2 separate regions of the Mus musculus genome follow, and region 2 is linked to region 1. Evidence: chromatin contacts called from public HiChIP or PLAC-seq data. All regions are on one chromosome and are shown on one strand. Each heading gives the region's core, a stretch centred on a gene start, on an enhancer-like site or on the middle of the called end of the contact. The rest is flanking DNA. Distances are from core to core; before and after follow the strand shown.

Evidence for each region. HiChIP or PLAC-seq counts read pairs in DNA pulled down with a chosen protein or histone mark.
Region 2: a contact with region 1 is called in an H3K27ac HiChIP or PLAC-seq map of epiblast stem cells. The contact joins two enhancer-like sites. A contact is called at or near these places in 19 of 39 promoter capture datasets (the 3T3-L1 cell line, 3T3-L1-derived adipocytes, the C10 cell line and 11 more), 5 of 484 Hi-C or Micro-C datasets (bone marrow-derived macrophages, embryonic stem cells, megakaryocyte progenitors and 1 more), 9 of 115 datasets of contacts at active chromatin or transcription factors (CD8 T cells, DN3 thymocytes, T-cell acute lymphoblastic leukemia and 6 more) and 3 of 9 other capture datasets (adipose tissue, embryonic stem cells and liver).

The regions. Positions count from the first base shown.
Region 1 is chr14:25,717,352-25,719,871 of GRCm38.p6, forward strand. Zcchc24 (zinc finger, CCHC domain containing 24) reads right to left here. Exons shown (of 4, transcript NM_001101433.2): 3 at 2,276-2,440. Among named protein-coding and RNA genes, the nearest start is that of Ppifos, 17 kb to the left of the region's middle. Within about 2 kb of position 1,265, at least 89 of the 459 cell types and tissues checked have an H3K27ac peak or open chromatin away from gene starts, as enhancers often do. A contact at or near this core is called in adipose tissue, epiblast stem cells and stem cell-derived epiblast-like cells, where this site is marked.
Region 2 is chr14:25,868,131-25,870,650 of GRCm38.p6, forward strand. It overlaps Anxa11 (annexin A11), which reads left to right. Exons shown (of 15, transcript NM_013469.2): 2 at 734-796; 3 at 1,939-2,051. The coding sequence starts at 742. Among named protein-coding and RNA genes, the nearest start is that of Anxa11, 27 kb to the left of the region's middle. Within about 2 kb of position 1,256, at least 74 of the 459 cell types and tissues checked have an H3K27ac peak or open chromatin away from gene starts, as enhancers often do. A contact at or near this core is called in adipose tissue, epiblast stem cells and stem cell-derived epiblast-like cells, where this site is marked.

The DNA.
Region 1 (2,520 bases), core at 15-2,514:
CCTCCTCCCATGCTCTCTGCTCAGGATGGTGACTAGTGGAGCATGTTATCTACCCCAGGCCAAACCCAAGCTGTCTAGTCAGTTTCCACGGCTCCCCTCAGCTCTTCCCAGGCCCTCCACGAGCCAGCTTTCTAGTAGGGGATAGAGGGACAAGAGTGGGCTAGTCTACACTGTCTCTGCTCCTCCTTTTGTATGGCTAGGCACTGCCATGGAACTCAGGCTGACTCAAGGGGACAGCTTCCATAAGACTGGTGTTTTACCACAGATGAGGAAACCATAAGCCATTTAAAAGTCTTACCCAGAGTACTCCAGAGAGGAAACAGTGAACCCCAAGCCCCATACTCTCAGGCATGCTGCCTGTCCTCCTCCCAGAGCTCTAGATCTCATGCTCTCTCCTAGCCTGTTCCAGGTCCCTGGCTTTCGGTCCCTGGGGCGGCATCCTCCTTTGCGGCCGCTTCCACCCTTGTGGTCCTGAGAACTCGCTTGCACTGCTCTGCCCACCCTGCCAGGCACTGCTGTCCTGGTTTCTATGCCAGGGGCTGACAGAGATCCAGAGCTCCCACGGGTAAGGGCAGAGCCAATGAGGAGAGCTGAGAGGCTTGCAGAGTGTTCTGGAAAACTGCTCTGCCCATGTCTCTGCAGTGTGTCCACAGCTCGTAGTATCACACGTCAGACAGCTTTGAACACCACCTCTGCCATCCATTGGCTGATGGCTGCTACCTCAGCTCATCTTTCTACAGCCTGAGCTAGCAGGTTAGTGACAGGTGTCATCTAGGCTTAGCTGTGTGTGTGTGTGTGTGTGCACGTGTGTACTAGACAGTAAATGATTCTATAACTACCGAGCTCCACAAAGACTTCATAATGTCTGTGTGGACAGTCAGCAAGTAATTTAGCATCTCTTTGCATGATTGTTCTCCTTCATAAAATATACGTAATAGAAGTCCTGTTTCATGGGGTTGTGGTTAGAAGGGTACCTGGCTCATGGGGAACTGTCCATACATTAGTATTAATATTGAATATTATCAGTAATGTTTTGAAAGGGCAGGACCACCATCAGCTGAATCCTTGGGAAATACTCTTGGCCTACACTGGCCGGCCCAAGCCTGAGGTTCCTTAAAACTGTTTTTCTCCTTGGCCTTGGTCAATGTGGATTCTAGCCAGCTGCTAAGACTTACTCAGCCTGCAGCCTCAAGTTGCCAGTGGGGAGCTTGGGGGAGCTGTCAGGATGACTCCCCTCCGTGGAAGGAAACACCCAGCAGCTGGGACTGATCTGTGAACTGCCCCACCCCACCCCCAGCCCCCAGCAGGGGAGCAAAGCCCGTGTGTTTTCCTCTCTTCTGGGGTGGGAGGGGGGCTGGGTTGTCTGGGGGAGACACAGTTGGAGTCTGACAGGAAACAGATGTAGTGGGGGCAGGGTTTCTCAGAGGAGTGAGGTGGCCCAGGTCAGCACTGGGGGAGGGGCAAGAGGACAGGCTCCACTCCCTCACAAGGAGAGCAAGGGGGAGGTATTCCCAAATCTCAAGCCAAAGAAAGGAACACAAGGACCCAGGAACCCAGAACGTGGCTGGTGTGTGTGCTGCAGGGTGCGATTGTTCAAAACCTATTGCCTTTGTGTACCTCAATCTTCCCAAAGCACACAGTAGGTGCTCAACAAATACTGGCTGGATGATGGTGAGTGGGAAGCATGGAGCTTCGAGCTCTTGAAAGATTCATCTAGATTGGGCTCTTCTGTGTAGAGCCAGGCTGGCAGGTCAGCAGGCTACACTTAGGCTATGCTGGTAGGATGTGGGATGGAGGAAGGCAGGGAAAGCCATCAGGGACCGAGGGGTATCTTGGCAAGATGGAAGGGACCCCATACTTAGCCTGTCCTGCCAGACACTGGCCCACACAGAAAAACTGCCACGTGTCCAGTTCCTCTGCCTCTGAGTGTGCGAACTGGTTCTGCCTTTCTGTCTAGGTCATAAGACAGTCTGTGAGTCCCCCAGACCTGCAGCCCAGATCCTCGGAACCCAGACACTAGAAGACTTGTAGAAACTGAGCTGTCCTAATTCCCTGTCCTCCCAGTCATCCACCATGGCTTACCCTTCCTGCCTACCCCACCCACACACCTCAGCTTCAGGTTCCAGAGTAGAGAGCCAGTGAAGCCTCAGAAGGGGGAAAGAATCACCCTGCAGGGAGCCTGAAAGAGCGCCCTGCGACTTCCCCCAGCCCCACCCACTGCAGGCTGCTCAGTCCCACAGCTAGCTCCACCCCTACCCAGGCCCCGCCTACCCACCTGCTTGTGCGGGTACACGTTGATGTGGCACTTGATGCACTCCTGCCCCATGTTGGCCCAAGAGTTCCCACTCATCCATTTTCTCTTGCATTTGGGGCACTTGTACTCGCCAAAGCAGCGCTTCTTGCCTTGGTACGGCGTCAGACCCTCACCTTTGGGGCGTGCCTGGAGAGACAGGAAGTAAATACAGGAAAATGAGGGCTCAGCCTTCAGCTCTCATGGCCTGCATCCCATCCCCATACTTG
Region 2 (2,520 bases), core at 6-2,505, 150 kb after region 1:
CTGTCTGCTTCCCTGGGCTCTTTCTTGCCCTTGTGGCCTCATTTCCATGTAACTCTTACTTTCTTTGGGCTTTGGTACCTGCCAGGCCCTTCTGAGGGCATCTCTTGTTTCCAAGAATGATGACTCCCACAATAATCAGGTTATTTTATGTTAGTGGAATGCTCAGGAGAGACACAGACCTGCTATTAAAGATTGTGACAGCCAGTCTATGCTTGCAGCTTGCAGCTTGCATCTTGCATCTTGCATCTTGCAGCTTGGGTCTGACCCAGAGGCGCGCGTGTGTGTGTGTGTGTATGTGTGTGTGTGTGTATGTGTGTGTTGGTTGGTGTTGTGGTGAGCTTGAGGGTTGTACATGGGATGCAGGGAAACAGGGTCCTTCATTGTTGTGGAAGGATAGTAATAAGGACAAGTAGACTCTGAGTCTTGGGCGATGCTCTACCTAGAATATGATGTCAGAGAGCGTGTTGGTGGAAACAGAAACCAGGCCTGGAGGAGCAGTTGTCAAGGAATCAGGCAGCTGGATTATGGTGTTGTCCCCTCCTGTAGCTCTGGGTGGGCCTGATGAAGCTGGGGACACCCCCCCCCCCCCCCGCAGGAAGTGTGGGCTGGGGCATGGGAAGCCAATCCCTTCTATAGTGGCCTGGCCTTGGGCTCTGTTCCCAAGATGCAGATCTCAGCAGGCCTGCTCGGAGCCCCTCCACATGATCTGAATGCACTCTCTCTTCTTCTCCAGCTCTAGCCATGAGCTACCCAGGCTACCCTCCACCTGCCGGTGGCTACCCTCCAGCTGCACCAGGTAAGAGGACCCAGGGGATTGACTCTTTCTGCAGACTGGGGGCTGGAGAGGACTGGGGAGGCCTGCTCTACTCTGAGACTCTTTCTCTTTGGCAAAATAGCTTGACGGCTCTTTCCCTCCCCTGGCTGTCCCCAGGGGACAAGACAGGGAGTCACAACCTACAGGAGTATCCTGCAAAGTGTTGCTACTAACACACCCACTCTGTTTCAAGGAGTATGATTTTGGATTTTGCAGCATCGGGGTCTCTCCTACTGAGGCCAATACCAAAGGCCACTGTCCCTTTCTGTATCCCCTTCCCCATGGCTTCCAGGATCCCCTGGTGATGGGGTGAGACCACCCAACTGGGGCAGTGACTCAGCTAATCTTCCTTCTGAAGACTCGCCTGCCCTGCCCTACCCTGAACTGTTTCCTGAAAACATTTGGTTTCCATGGTAGTAAGGAAACTGAGGGATTCTGGGTAAGGAGACAGGGGCCACTGCACTGCAAAGATAGTTACCATTGAGGGAATCCAGCAGAAACGAACAAACGGACCAGGGAAGTACCTTGATCACTGTCACAGAGCATATCTAGCCAAGCTAGACCTTTCTCTGATCTGGCAGTAGTGACCTCAGTCCCCTCTTCAGCAAAAACACTGCCGTCTGTGACATCACATGTCAACTCCTCAGCCCTTACCTCAGCAGCTGGAGGTCACACTTCTGCAGACATGAATGAGTGGTTCAGAGCCTTGCCCCAGGACACACAGCCAGCCATGTGGTCTCCCAACGGGCTCCTTGATACCGTCCTTCACAGTGTCCCTGCCCTCTGACGTGGCTTCATTTCTCTCCATCTGAGAATCCTCAGCATTCCTGGAGTCCATGGCTGTCACATGCTCAGCTCCGCACAGAGCCTAAGGATGGATCTGTCCTCTCACCCAGTGGTGCTGGCTTTGAGAGGACAAAGCATGCCTGACTCCCCACTGGGGCTGGACCTGCCTTCTTCCTCTGCTTTCCCTGGCCCTCTTGTTCCATTCTTTCTGGGTCTTTATAACATTGGCTGGATGCTGGTCTTCCTTGGTTATCACAGCAGCCCCTCTGCAGCCCTCTTTTCTGTTCTGTCAGTGGGCCAGGGATACAGAGCTAATAATGGCTTGGTGTTGCTTTCAGGTGGTGGTCCCTGGGGAGGTGCTGGCTACCCTCCTCCCAGCATGCCCCCTATCGGGCTGGATAACGTAGCCAACTATGCGGGGCAGTTCAACCAGGACTACCTCTCAGGCATGGTAAGTCAGGCCCCTGCCAAGGTATCCCTGGGCCAGGGCTATAGGGATCAAGGCTGCTTACCCCAAGTTCTCAGGGAGACCTCATGCCTGTTTCTGTGAGCATAGAATGCTGAGCAGCAACTTAGAATATGAGGTCATCTACTTAACACCCACCCTACTCTGGCTCCCCCCTCCCCCCATCTATATTAGAGGAAGAGATTCTTGGCACTGAAGGTCTCTCAGGTCCGAGGAGATTGGGTTAGGCTGGTGCCTGCAGGAAGTTTATTGGGAATTTCTCATGAGCTGAGCACGAAGCCTGCAGGGAGGTGAGCATATGTGTGGAGAGCTGCGGGGGCGAGCACGTACAAGGCTGTTCTGGTTGGGTCTTGGTGCCGTGAAGCAGGTAGGTTAGAATGTACATGCTTTTATTTGTTGTTTTGCTTTTTAAAGGATGTTATTTTATAATCGGAAACCAAATGTGTGTTTAGGG